Linked DNA regions of Lactuca sativa: region 2 is linked to region 1. A link is a contact called in public Hi-C data. All regions are on one chromosome and are shown on one strand. Each heading gives the region's core, a stretch centred on a gene start, on an enhancer-like site or on the middle of the called end of the contact. The rest is flanking DNA. Distances are from core to core; before and after follow the strand shown. Region 1 holds the start of LOC111900976 (serine carboxypeptidase-like 13). Region 2 holds the start of LOC111892086 (ABC transporter G family member 29).

Region 1 (7,603 bases), core at 3,614-6,113:
AATGTTCTCCAATCAGTGTATGATGTGGAAGAGTTTTGGGCTTGAGTAGCCCTAGTATTGAGTTCTGGAGCCTGGGTGTTGAACCGGGGGCGAGACTGGGGTCTCCGTCTCTGTCGGGAGATGCGGCGAAATGCGCAAGGGACATGCGCAGCAGAAACCAGAGATCAGAGTTGAGGCGATCCTCGGTTGGATTGTATTTTCTCGCATGAGGAAAAGAGAATTTTGTGACTTGCGCGTCCTTGGGCCGGGATAGTGGTCACGGGGAGGAAGTTAGTGGGTTATTTGGATCATGATATGGGTGACCTTTGGAGGCTCAGCTGTGGAGTCAAAATCTGACCTGGTGCTCAGTCTCGAAGAGGGATATGAGAAATGAGCTAGAGCTTATCATGATGATGTCTGAGGACACTTCAGAGCGAGCGAGCGATTCAGAAGCTCGAAGACATGCTTTGGGCATGTGTATTAGATCTCGGAGGGAGTTGCGGCATGTATTTATCCTTGGTTGACTTATCCTATATCAACAGCCATCAGTAGTGCATTGGTATGCCACCCTTTGAGTTGTTGTGTGGGAGGAGGTGTCGGACCCTCATTTGTTGGGGAGTGTTGGTTCACGGAAGTGAAAGTAGTAGTGAGAGTAGATGATTTGGAGTATGGTGGTTGAACACTGTGTCTGTGACAGTGGTATGGAATGACATCATGATGGGATGTCTGTTGAGTACGCGGAAGGGGTTCCGAGGGTGTAGAGCCAAGAGTCTCAAGATGGATGCAGGGAGGGAGTCTAGGACTCCCAGCTTGATTCTGATCAGGGTATTGGATATGTGATAGTGGTTCATCCTGGGGGATGTTGGAGGATATCATCAGTGCGTCGGGTTTTTCCCAACCTGAGGGTGCTGGGCAAGTTCAGCATGCGTATGTGATTGCAAAAGGAGAACTCGTGGGAGTTGCTCTGAGATTGAAGAGTGGGTCTTTCTGTCAGCACGGAATGGATAGAGTGGGATTCGGATCGGGGATCCGATGGTTCATGGCTTTCTAGCCCTTATGGGTCGAGCAATTGTTGAGATTTGGAGCAGTGATGCATCTCGGGTAATTCTCGATTGTTGAGTGTGATTATCAGAGGGTACAGCCGGTGCTCGGTTTGAGACGGTGGTCAAGACACCGCAAGGAAAGAGGAAGTGAGTTCGAGTTCGATGGTTATGCTTTGAGGAACCTGGTCCAGTTAGGGCCAGGTGGCGCGTCGTGGGAGTATTTTGGAGTCGAGTTGCCATAGGCTTCGAGGACGAAGCCTAATTTAAGTGGGGGAGAATTGTAACAACCCGAAATATCAAGAGTAGAGTTGAAGGGCTAAAAGAGTAATTTGGGAAAGAGTGACTCGGCGAGTCCATGGATGGACCCGGCGAGTAGAGTCTCGATTTGGTCGCGTGTTAAGTAGCCGACTCGGCAAGTCAATGAGATGGACTCGGCGAGTAGGCGCTGAGTGGAGAAAACCCTAATTCTCGGGGTTGAGCCCTATATAAAGAACATTATGTTTCCTTCTCAGCCTCTTTATCACCCCTTGAGTCCCAGAAACCCTAATTTCGTGGTTGTTGAAGAGATCTTAGAGAAGAAGAGGCTTAGAGCAAGGGGCTTTGCTTGGAATTGAGTTTCATTGCAGATTGGGGCGTTCCTTTGAGGTAACATCTCGTTTTTGAGCTGCTATTTCTTAGATGCATCATTTTGGGAGTGTTAGAGACCATGTCCTTGGATGTATTGGAGTTTAGAGGTCAGATCTGAGGTTGCTACCTCAGATCTGGAATGGAGAAGGGTTGGAATGCATGAAAGTCCCTGTTTGTGAGTGGTTGATGGAGCTATTTTGTCCCAAACCCAAACCCTAGAGTGAAAGTGCATAGATCTCTTTGGATTCACGTAAAGTTTGCCACTTTACGTGATGGATGAGTTGTAGGAGGTTAGATCTATGTTTTGGATCAATTGCATGGCCTGGAGTGCTTCTGTTTGGATTTAGACCGGTGGTACTCGGCGAGTCACATGAGTGGACTCGACGAGTTGCTTGAAGATGAGCTCGAACTCGGCGAGTTGGATGAAGATGGTCTGGAACTCGGCGAGTTGTATGAACAACTCGGCGAGTAGGTTGAAGATAGCCTTAGACTCGGCGAGTCTATTGTTGGACTCGACGAGTCTTGTCGAAGAGTCCCAATATCTTCTGGTCGAGTTGAGAATCGGTGAGTCAAGGGATGACTCGGTGAGTTGTGTGCGAGTGGACTCAGAGTTGTGGAACTCGGCGAGTCTCGGGGTGACTCGGCGAGTTGAGTCGCGGATTGGGGAAGTTCTGAGCATGGGGACTCGACGAGTCGACAGGTTGACTCGGCGAGCAGGGTCAACCAGGAGGGTTGACTTGGACTGAGGACTTTGACTTTGACCAAGAGTTGACCGTTGACTTTTAGGGCTTGGTCAGCGATGTAGCCTTTGGGCCAAGAGAGGGGTAAAATGGTCTTTTAACCTTAAGAGGGTGCCATGAGAGGGTTGATTCTAGTCTCGAGAGTTATATTCATGAGAGTATACGCCTTACGTGTTAGGCAGCGGCGAGTTCGAGATTCAAGTGTGGGGATATCTGCTTTCTGCTTGCCAGGTGAGTCTTCTCACTATACTTTACCTTGAGTAGGTAACCAGAGTTATGTGACAGAGTAATTGTATGCTATGTATGTTATGTGTTGTACCGCATTATTTCTATGTGATTTATGCTGTGCATGTTTTCAGAGCTGGAACCGAGGGGTTCCTAGAGTTAGAACCGGAAGGTTCACAGAGTTAGAACCAGAGGGTTCACAGAGCAGGGTCCACGAACCCACAGAGTTATAGCCTCGAGTGGCTAATGTGTATTGTGTGTGGTATTTTTGGGAACTCACTAAGCTTCGTGCTTACAGTGTTTTGTTTTATGTTGTGTTGCAGGTTTCTTTTAGTATCACGGGACGACACCGGCTTGATTGTACACACCAGAGAAAGAGTCATGTTTTGAGGATCCTGGTTTTCTATACAAGTGAAATGGAGTCATGTTTTTTTTGTAATCCGATTATGAATGAGATTTTAAACAAGTGTTTCTAAGAATTAAACGATTATTTTTAAATGAAAAATTGTTTGAAATTGTCGGTGTTATATATATATATATATATATATATATATATATATATATATATATATATATATATATATATATATATATATATATATATATATATATATATATATGTTCACAACCCTGTTTATATAACAAGACTTGAGGCTAGCTAAAGATTTGATTAATGTTTGGGTTTAAAATCGAACCAGAAAACCCAAGTACCCCGTAAAAAAAATTTATGCTACCCTAAAAAAAATTAGATACCCCTTTATTTTGATCCTAGTACTGCCGCTGCCTCAAGGACCTTGACTATAAAGCAATTGATTATTAATTGTTGTTAAAACGACTATTAATCTAAGTTGGTACTAAGTAACATTTCTTAGTCTTGTTGAACGACAGTCGTTTCAATTTCCTATTTGTTCTAAATTTGGAATTACTTCACTAAATCGTGGTTGTGACCAATACGCTTTATTAAATAGGAAAGATATATAATGACAAATTTAATTTAAGATGACTAAAATTTGATTTTCAAAATGATTTGTATAATTTGTATAAATAATGTCCCATGTTTTGAAAACCGGTTCTTGGAAACCAAAAAAACTATTTATCATGTGAACCAGTGAAAACGGGTTAAACCGGTTAAAAAAGAAATTTTAAAAAATATTTTTTTTTCATTTTTTGTATTTTGTATATAATTAAAATTAATAATAATGTAATTATGATATTATCCATTTTTTTCAGTTTTTCAGATCGGTACAACCGGTTAGACCAATTGAACGATTTGGTATGTCGGCCGGTATGGTCTCTGGTCGAATTTTTAAACCTTAATGTCAAAGCATTATTTTAAATGTATATTTAAAAAAGCTAAAAAAAATTGTAAGAAAAAAAAAACTAATATTTACAAAAGTAAGAAAGATACTAAAAAATTGAAATAAAAAATAAAAGTAAAAAAAATGGATATTTAAAATAAAAAAAGGTAAGAAAAATTGAAAATCATGTGAAAGTTTTTTTTGCCTCTTGTCTAATTTTTAAGAGTTTATGGTTTTTTTTAATAAATTAATTTCACATGTCATTTTGTGGTTGCTTTGTATTAAATGAGATTAATTAATTAATTAGTGTATTTATTCTATTAATTTCAAAAATAAAAATTGTAAATGCTATATATACCTTTTTTTCATATGATATCATAAATACACATCCAATTTTGATTGTTTCATCTCAAATTCTAAACTAATCGTATATATAATTTCCAAAATATATACTTTCCAAAATAATATCCTCTTTCTTATACCAAACTTATACAAATTTCTTGACATATTGATTAAAGTCAAAGTTTAACTTAAGTCATAAAAGTCAATTTATATGGATAAAAAGTCATTTGAAATTTAAGTGCAACATCTTAAATAGTTTAGATAGAATAAGAATTAATTACAATCTCAAACAAATTTAAAGTAACTCTCTATAATTGATTTATTCAATGTAATTGATTATAATCGATTTTGATTTAATACAATTTTTAATTTTTTTAACAATTAAACTTTTATTTTAATTAATCCGTATGGTCTCACCCCTAATAAAAAAACATTGGTTAAAAATATTTTTTCCAAACTACACTAAATATTTTTTTTGAATAACGCTGTTGTGATAAAAAAAAAACTCGAGCATCCCTGGTCGACGATCGATCTTACAGTGAGCTTATAAAATTACACAGACGACCCCATCTCTCCTCTTTTTGCACACCTAACCACCATGGCACATCACATCTCCACATATCCACACTTACACCTACTTCTTACACATGTCTACATAAACACATTACACCTACTACTTATGCAGAAAACTCTCGAAATGGAATCAAAACACACTCTGGTTTCCCTTCTAATAATCTTTGCACTTTCCATAAGTGCATCAAACTCAAAGTCAATCGTCAAGAGACTCCCCGGTTTTGATGGTGATCTTCCTTTCAGTCTGGAAACCGGGTATGTCTTCGTTTTCATTGTTTTTTCTGCTTCTGACAACTCATAAATTAATCTTGTTTTATTAAAAGATACATCGGAGTTGGAAAAGATGAAGCAGTGCAGATCTTTTACTACTTCGTTGAGTCCGAAAGAAATCCCTCCGAAGACCCTCTTCTTCTTTACCTCACCGGTGGGCCCGGGACTTCTGTACTTTATTCCATGATGTATCAAATAGGTAATCGTGTATCTAAATTCTTGTCTGCATCTAATTCATTTATCTATTGCATTAAACAACCATATTAATTACACACAAACACACACACACACACTAGAATAAACAATCTCCGGCAGTGACTTCGCCGGAGCTTGTTCACATCGCAACACAGATCCACCTTCCCAGAAACCCTCGCCGGAAACCTAGCTTCCACCGGCGTTGACTTCACCGGAGTCTGATCTTGTTTCTTGTTGATCCCTGTGGTCGGGATGTCTCCTAAACTATATGACTACGTTCCTCATGTTCATGGTTACAAGAATCTAATTTCAAGACCAATTTTCCAGTTTGTTGCTAACATATGAGATAATCAATGTTCGATGAATTTTTTGTCTGGATAACATTTATTAGATGAGGAACAAATTTGGTAACTATTCAAAAAGTTTACTTACATTATTTTAGTGGTTTGATCCGACTTTTGTGTCAATCACGTGATATATTCTTTGGTTATGATTGTCAATTATTTTTAATTTTAACATGGTTTTGAATTTTAGCATTTTTTTACCAAACATGCCAAAATTAAAACTTACTTTAAGGACATTTGTTTCCAATTTTAAAGGCATTGAAGTCTATTATTAAGTTACTTTAATAAGTAATACCAAATTGAATTTTAGCATTTTTGACCAAACATGTCAGTATTTATTTACACACAATTCATTAAAATTAACTAACCATTTTCTTTTGTAGGTCCACTCAATTTCAATTTGGAAACTTCAACGGAGGATAACATTACATTGAAGTTGAATCCATATCCATGGAATAAGGTTCACATTCTCTCACTCGAAACATTTTTCTAAAAATTAATGTTATAAACCTATGGATTTTATGTTCTACATGAATGATTTTTTACATACAATTAATCGTGTAATTTTGTAGGTTGCTAATATGTTATTCATAGATGCACCAGCGGGAGCAGGGTTCTCATATTCTACAACATACGAAGGAACGATTTGCAGTGATTCCCTTCTAGCTTCATATGCTTATGATTTTCTACGAAAGGTTTTGTAATAACTTCTATTAATTTATTAATATATTGTCTTCTTATTTAATTTGAAAATGATTTTGTTTTACATGTTAATTATACAGTGGTTTACGGATCACCCTAGGTTTCTCAGCAATCCGTTTTACGTATCAGGGATTTCATACATGGGGATTATCATACCAAATGTTGCTTTAAATGTATATAAAGGTAATATCTCTAACTATGGTTTTAATTCAATCTTTAGGGGTTGCTCTTGTTGATCATGATGATGAGTTTACTCATTTCCACTTCTCTTCGAGTGTAATAGAATTGGTCATAAGTTGCCCAAATTGGAATTCTTTTTAAAGGCGAAAGATTATTTTAAAAAGAAAGAAGAATAACAAGAAACTAAAATTTGTTTAATTGGACAATTTGGTTGGACTATATGGTTTGGATATTCGAATTTTTTGATTGTTTTACACCAAAACGGTTTTATTAAAATGAGAACTAGATAATCCAGAAAACTGAATAACAATTTCTTATATAAGTTTATTCATTTGTTTATTTATTACATGTACTCCTATTGTGCGTTAGATTTTGTCATTAATTTCGTAGTTGTTAATTGCCAAAAGGCTTGATTTTTCTAACATTATGTTTGTGATGTCGGGTACTTTGTAGGCAATGAACGTGGAAATCAACCACAACTAAATATGAAAGTAATATGCAAACTTTATAACGCTATTTACAAATATTATTGTATAAAAGGAAATATAGAATGTCATATTCACCTCTTTTTTTTGCATTATATAGGGAGTCATTAGCGTTTCCCCTTTAACTGATAAGTTCAATGATTTTAATTCAAGATTTGAGTTTGCTTATCGGCTATCACTAATATCAACCGATATTTATGAGGTAATGAAAAATATTAACACCAAAACATGACCATCTATTTCTCAAAGTAACCACTATTTATTTGGTCATTTGATTATATTTGTTTCATATTTCAGTCTACAAAACAAACATGTAAAGGTAACTATATATCCAATGATGTAGACAATGTCCTTTGCTGGAATAATCTCCAACAGGTGGAAGAGGTATACAAATATCATTTTGTATGATCTTATACAAGTTTATGTAGCACAAGTTTAATTCAAAATTCCATTTGTAGGCCACAAGCAAGATCAACTTAGAGAATATATTAGATCCAATGTGTGATACAACATACACGGACCCAACTTGTCGAGTAATTTTTCTTTTTCAAATACTCAAATCAACACATAATTTTCCCATATATGATTCTTTTATTGACA
Region 2 (7,603 bases), core at 1,354-3,853, 400 kb before region 1:
TTCTACCAGGTTAATATTTAAAAGAAAAATTGTTATCATAATCACATAATTTGTTAGAGATATATGTTAGTATTAGTTACCTCTTCCAACAAATAAATTTGAACATAATATATGTAATGGCATATAATAAAATTTTAAAATGGGAATAAATGAAAATGAAACAAATATTACATATTTAAGTGGTTAGAAATTAAAAGTTGAAAGGTTGTATTTGAAAATTACAAAATCAGTCAGTGTACGGTGGATCCAATTTCTTAAATAATCTTATTGTTACAAACTAATTAAAAACCAACCTATTTTTTTAAAGGTTTTTATTTTTTTATTTTATTTCATTTATTTATTTTTTGTTATACATGACCAGTGCTCTAAAAAGATCTTAAATGTTTCATCATGTTATGACTCTAATGTTGGGATGTCAATCTGGAAAAATAGGACGAGGAGTGCACTCCTATCCCTGCTTCTGAAATTTCTTCGTTCCCCCGGTCCCGTCCCAAATTGATTTTGGGCTGTCGTTTTTGGGTTAAAAGGAGCTGTTATTTGAGCTAAAAAAACTATTTTTTAAATAAAAATATTTATTTATAGCAAAATGTTACATGTTAAAAAAAATTATGTCATCTTAAAACATTATATTAACAACTTAACAGGGCCGCATAGGGTTTCGGGTCGGGACTGCCGACCCCGCCCATACCCCTGAAATTAAAACGGAGATTAATCCTGCCCCGCCCCTGTCCCCACCTCCGATTTTTTTAATAAATACCTACACATGTGCCAGGACCCAGGAAGGAACAGGGTTCCATAAGACTCTTTAACATCTCTACTCCAATGTTTGTATTTAATGCCATGTTTTAACAAAATGACGCCTTAAGTTATATATATATATATATATATATATATATATATATATATATATATATATATATATATATATATATATATATATATATATATATATATATATATATATATATATATATATATATATATATATAATCAAAATCAAATGAGAAGAAATTTTTGATAGGAAGGTAATAAATTTTTTATATACATTATTTTTAGCAAACAAACAAAATGAATCATTAGATGATTCAAAACTAAGATGATCAATAAGAAAAATTTTCCAAAAAATATATTCATGATTTATTTTTAAGTAAATCCAGGAAAAAAAATCACTTTTATGACCATTTTAGTAAATATCAACAAAATAATCGTAAAAATGAATCATAGAGATGTTTTTCGGGAATTTTTTTTGTGAATCGTGTTATTTTTGATTTATCTGGTGATTCATTTGTTTTGTTCGCCAAAACAATATGCCGAAAAAAATTTCTTACTTTCCAACAAAAAAAATTTCTGACGTGTGTGTGTGTGTGTGTGTGTGTGTATATATATATATATATATATATATATATATATATATATATATATATAATATTTTATACAAAATTATTGTCTTAAATCACGTCTTACACATCGATACGACTTGTAAAAGTTTGAAGCGTGACATTGCCGCCAAATCATGCCTAATGTTATCAGAACTACAAGACTCTTTGGGATCCTTTTCTTCGAAATCCTTCTCTAGATGTTGTGTATACGTGTCAAAATTTTTTTTACATGACATGAATTAGGCAAAGACAAATTCGTTAAATACATACACGACACAAAGTGTAAATTGAGTATCGGGTATCAAGCACGAACACGACACATAATTAATTGCTCCGTCTGACCCGTGATACTACATGAATGGACACATTTTTAACTGTTTTACACGAAAACGCATATAAACATGAATCTACACAAATTTAATTCGTGTTTGTACTTGTCGTGTGTCACGTCTTTACACGTGTTGCGTGTCAACATGAATGTCTATACGTGTTTAGACATGTGAAGTATGTTTGATACCCATAAACCCCAAAACACATATTTTTGAGACAACTATTCAGAAAACTTTTGTTGTTTTAATTGTGTCTTGTATCAAAATGCCGGGTTTAAGTGGATGAGAAAATGACAAGCTTTCAAACGATATTTTCAATGAGAAAGATAAGGACTATATTCATGATTTTTCTTTTGCACGACAAATTAAAGAGCTACAAAAAAATTGTATGTTTTTTCTCATTAATATCAGTCCATGCATGCTTAGAAAACATGGCCTAAAAGTTGTTTGAAATTAGAGATGAAAACAAAAAGGAACCTGTGGAATCTTTCTCGTAGCTCCCTCAAGAACCTGTCATTATCTACTTCCACAACCTTAAACAACTTATCGATAATCTTTTGGTGGTCATCCACACCGAGGTCTCTTACATCAACTTGTTTGTGGATTGTATCACCTTGTTGGTTTTCAATGTCTTGTGTAGCATAAGACTCCATGAAAGCAGTCCTTAAACGATCAAAAGTGGGCAGGCTATCTAAAGCTGCCCGTTTCAGCCCGTCTTCATCTTCCTCAGCATGATTGCTCCTTCTGCTATGATCATCTGGACTCACATACAACTCTTTCATCTCCATCTCTTCTCTTATGGTTTATGACAATGAAACTGATAATTAAAGAGATCAAGTCAAATACATAGTTTTAGATTTTTGATGGAAGTCTAGTGATAACTTGTGTGATATATAGAGTATGCCGGTTTACGATACATGACGAGTGAAACTAGGCAATACATACAATAGCATAAGCCAACCTGGGTCATTTATTTAATAATATTCTTGGGTGGGGTCGCTGATAGGAAACTTTTTATTTTTATTTTGGATATTTAACCGGGTAAATTGCAAAAAAGAATAGTAGTGTATATCAGTATATCGCTGCCTATTCGATCTAGAGGTTTTTAGCGGTTTAATCCGGTTTAGGTCCAATCTTATTTAGAATCCGGAGTCTAATCCGCTTTTGAATTTGAAATACCGAACAATTTTCAATCCGCTCTACAGGATTATTATATGGTTTGGTAAAAACGGATTTTAACTGGATCCGATTTACAGATCGAATCGGATCGATATCAGGGTCCAGCTTTCATAATTGCAAAGATAGTTATATTTCTAGATTGATGATGATAATGTACTTCAACCCATAAGGAAAATCTACCGATATTCTTTTACCTATAATAATATCATACTAATATTTTGTTACCATTATGGACGGGGCTTTATTTTACTTGTTACATGTGTTATTATTATAGATGAAATGTAAGTATATGTTGCTATTACATGGGTGCGTAAGAATTTGCTAGCCAATTGCTATAATTGTCAAAAAAAAAATGTATTTATGTTGTTATGAACTATATATTGTTATAATTGCCAAAGAAATGTAAGAATTTGCTATTATGGGAAAAACAAATTAAATATATTATTGTTATATAAAAAAGTTATATTATATTGGTAAAAAAGTAAAGCATGATGTTCACTTTTTTAATTTACCTTTATATATAAATTGTAATATAGTATATGTTTATAAGAATTTGATACATATTACAAAGTCATGTTATTTTAGATGATGAGTTGAATAAACCACACGAGACTTCGTACATTGTTTTGTTGGTTTATTTGGAGTTTGTCATTGTAACGGTTGAATAGAGTCAAAACTGCTATGCTGTAGATGATGGAGTCGTCCGGAGTAAAAGTCGCCGTTAGCGTTGTTTTTAATTATGCGTTTCTTAATTATTTGAGGCATGTCATTGTTTCTGACGGTCGTTAGTCGGCGAACGAATCTTGTTATACCGTTGGAGTTTACTATTCTGGGTGGATACAAAATAACTATATAGGATTCTAAGAATTTGTTTTGTCACTTGAAATGGACCACAATCTAATAGAATGAACATGATTATGTAATGAGTTCGTTATATTAATGATGATTTAGTTCATTTCGTAGGAATAAGTAAATTTTGTATAAAGGTTTTAGGTTTGTATTATATGTAAATACATACCATATATACTCTTAACTCTATTTAATATTTTAATAAATTATAAACAATGATCTTACTATTTATATTTATAGAAAAAAAGAAGTGAATGTTAAAAAAATTATTAGAATTAATTTTTTTTATTAAAAAATATATTTTCTGTCTATTTTACAGCAAGACCATTTTATTAAAATACTAGTTGTGAGATTCATGTATTACATGAGTTTATTTTAAAAAAAATCAAATATAAATGTCAAAATATACGAGAATTTTGAATTTATAAGAAAATAAGAAATATTTTGAATCCCTATTCTAATAAAAGAATAGTTTTATTATTCTTTTGATATGTGTCACTCTAGGCCTTTTAATTAATACATATTTTATTTTTCTTTTGCCATATGTCATCTTATTAAGTTTCCTAATTAATGCATGCTACTTGTCAATCTATTAATTATTCATTTCAAATTTCAAATTTTAAATTTTCCACTCTAATTATATTAAATTAATAACAATAGAATAAAAACTACAATAAAATTAATACAAATTATAAAGTGATATAGTTTCATATATTTATTTAATTCAATGATTATAATATTATATAACAAAAAAACTATTAATTAATAATTTATTTAAAGTAATTGATTAATAATTTTGAATTTTTATACTATAAAAGTTTAATTAAATTTGTAACCGTAGTTCCCACGGGTTATAAACTAGTTATTATAAAATAAATGTTTTTTATCTTTTAAATTTAAACAAAAATACTAATTTAAATAAATAAAAGAAACTAATAAGTTTTAATTTTGAAATTAAAAGGTAAGTTCATTAATAAAATTGATATATCCATTTATTACCTGCAATTATTATAATAAAACATTATATGAAATTTAATAAAATAGAAAAATCATAACATGATATGTGGAAAAAAAAATAATCCAAAATAACCACAAAATGACATTTAATAAATTGAATGAGAGTTTGACAAATGACAAAAAGACTTTCGTTTATTAGAAATGAATAGTTAGCGAGATAGGTAACATAAGGTGATTGGGAGGGGGGGGGGGGGGGGGGTGAGATGTGTTTATTTAAATAAATTAAAAAATCAAGGGCAAAACTGGTAAGACATGGACCAAACGCGTAACAAAAACAAACATTAAGGACCTTCCGAATAAAAAAATAAGTTAGGGACCAAACGCGCAAATTACCCTAAATCATAGGGACCATTCGTGTAATTTACTTTTATTTTTATTTTTCACATGGTATCAAGGGTGATCTCGAGTAGATGATCGTTGGATTGAGGGGAGTTGGCTTGTTCATTCAGTCCATAACTTCCTTCACCATGGACTCATGGAGCAATGTTCCTTTGGTTGCAGAAGGACAAAGGATAGATTTCATTTGGTTGCACAAGCAAATGAAAAAAAAAAAAAAAATAGACGGAATAAAGCATTTAATTTCATTCTTACGGAATGAACGATTTTAGTATTTCCCAACTTCCATCAAACCAAGCACTACAACATTTACCATATTACATATCATTATAAATTTCATTAAGATGTCAATAATTCATAAATAATTGCTATAATAGTCTCTTTCCATGCTTAACACCTTATATTTGTCTTATCAAGAAGCCATGCACTAATAGACGAATATCATGTTCGCTCTTATCTATATCGTAAAGATGTTAATATCACTTCTCGGAGATTTGGATTCCAGTTCATGTCATGTTATGAAAACTTGACTTGAGACGATATCTATGTTTCGTTTTCAAAGTCGATGTCGGAGGGTCATTTTTATCGCACGATATCAACTTATGATATATTCGATCATTTTTAAATTAAATTTTTGTATTTAGCTCTTGTCATGAATTGATAACTAATATTTTATTTGGTTGGCATAAAATGTAACGAAATTACTTACATTCATAATATATATATATATATATATATATATATATATATATATATATATATATATATATATATATATATATATATATATATATATATATATATATATATATATATATATATATATATATATATATATATATGTTTTGTTTGTGGATGTATATTTAAAATTAGAATGTAAATAATGCTAATTGTTTCAATTACCCTTAATTCGATATTTTTAGCACTTAGTATTATTTTGTATCCTATATTTTATGCATTTATGTACGCATTAGTGTAAATAATGATTGGTTCATATTTTTTATTAGAATTCTCATATCATTCATATTTTTATGTATTCGAAATGAAACAGTATTCTGGAAGCATTGACGGATGTATATTTGGTGTTTGGAGCTAAAATACCTGTGAAAACGGAAACCATGGACGGATGTAAAGTATATCAAGGGTATGCAATTGCATACCCTTCAATTTTTACCACAAGTATTTTTTTTTCTTCTTTTAAATAAGTTATTATATAACAAATAACAAATACTAATATTGCATTCCATCCTCCTTAATAAATGAAGGTTTTTTGCCACATGTCAATCTCTTATTAATTTTGACACTTGTCATTTTGTGGTATTTTTGAAATAAATATTATCCACTTGTCAATTTTTGGTTTGTTTCAATTTTTAAAATTAAAGTCATATATAAAGTATTAAATATGATATATAGATATATTAAATTGCAGTAAATATGTATTTTCCTTAATTTAAAGTTATACATTAAAAAATATTTTTCGTTTACACTTTAATGTTAATTTTTTTTTTTTAAATCAACCCGTGTAATACATGAGTTTCACACCTAGTTGATATAATAATTGCACTCTTTTGTTGTTGAATGGTTATGACGTGGCTTCAAGATCAAAATACAAAAACAATTATTTAACAGATTATAAGACACAACATGTACATATATCGATTTTTTGAAGCCTCTTTTATTCAAACTATTTCCACAGAAAATAATCAGAAACAGAAAATTCAGACTCTCAAAAATCCTAATCACATGTCCGATTTATCAGTAAGAAAAAACGACTATTCCGAAGACTCTTATCAAAACCTTTATAAAGTCCACAAACTGTTAGAGAAAGTAAATTTAAAAATCAAATCTAAAAACCTAACTATTTGAGGTTGTCTCTTATAAAAAATATTTACTTTTTCCTTTTCAATTATAATATATGCCTAGGGATATTAACGGGGGCAAACGGGACGGGGATTGCATCCTCCGCCCCCGCCCCCAAATTTTTCCTGTTCCCCCGCCCCCGCCCCCGGAATCTCCATCCTTTCCACCCCCGCTCCTGCCCCCGAATTCCCCTTCTGACCCCCGCCCCCGCCCCCGATTAATTTTGGGCTACATTTTTTGGCCTAAAAGAAACTATTTTTTGGGTAACAAATAGATATTTATAACATAACTTTACATGTTACAAACAACTTAAAAACATGTTTTTTGTAGAATTTTTGTACGTAAAAATCATTTTATTGTTTATTATATTTATATAATTAATATATGTCAATTTATATAATTTATTAACGGGGCCCCTACGGGGGTTTCGGGACGGGACTACCAACCCCCGCCCCCGCCCCGAAATCAAAACGGGGGTTAACCTTGCCCCCGCCCCCGTCCCCGATTTTTTTCAACAAATGCCCCCATACGGGACGGGGCCCCCACGAGACTTTTTGACATCCCTATATATGCCGTCAATAAATATGGAAAAACCATTTTATACTTTTTTTTTTGTCAAAGTGATATTATAAAGCAATGTTTTAAAAACCGGTT

Evidence for each region. A called contact is a pair of places that touch in the nucleus more often than the background predicts.
Region 2: a contact with region 1 is called in a Hi-C map of seed, with 10 times the contacts expected there. The contact joins the promoter of LOC111892086 here to the promoter of LOC111900976 in region 1. A contact is called at or near these places in 2 of 4 Hi-C or Micro-C datasets (leaf and seed).

Annotation. Positions count from the first base shown.
Region 1 is chr1:203,624,865-203,632,467 of Lsat_Salinas_v11, reverse strand. LOC111900976 (serine carboxypeptidase-like 13) reads left to right here and starts at 4,863. Exons shown (of 14, transcript XM_023896842.3): 1 at 4,863-5,082; 2 at 5,151-5,296; 3 at 6,020-6,096; 4 at 6,209-6,331; 5 at 6,419-6,521; 6 at 6,972-7,009; 7 at 7,104-7,205; 8 at 7,301-7,387; 9 at 7,462-7,536. The coding sequence starts at 4,934.
Region 2 is chr1:204,021,035-204,028,637 of Lsat_Salinas_v11, reverse strand. LOC111892086 (ABC transporter G family member 29) reads right to left here and starts at 2,603. Exons shown (of 21, transcript XM_023888150.3): 1 at 2,186-2,603. The coding sequence starts at 2,496.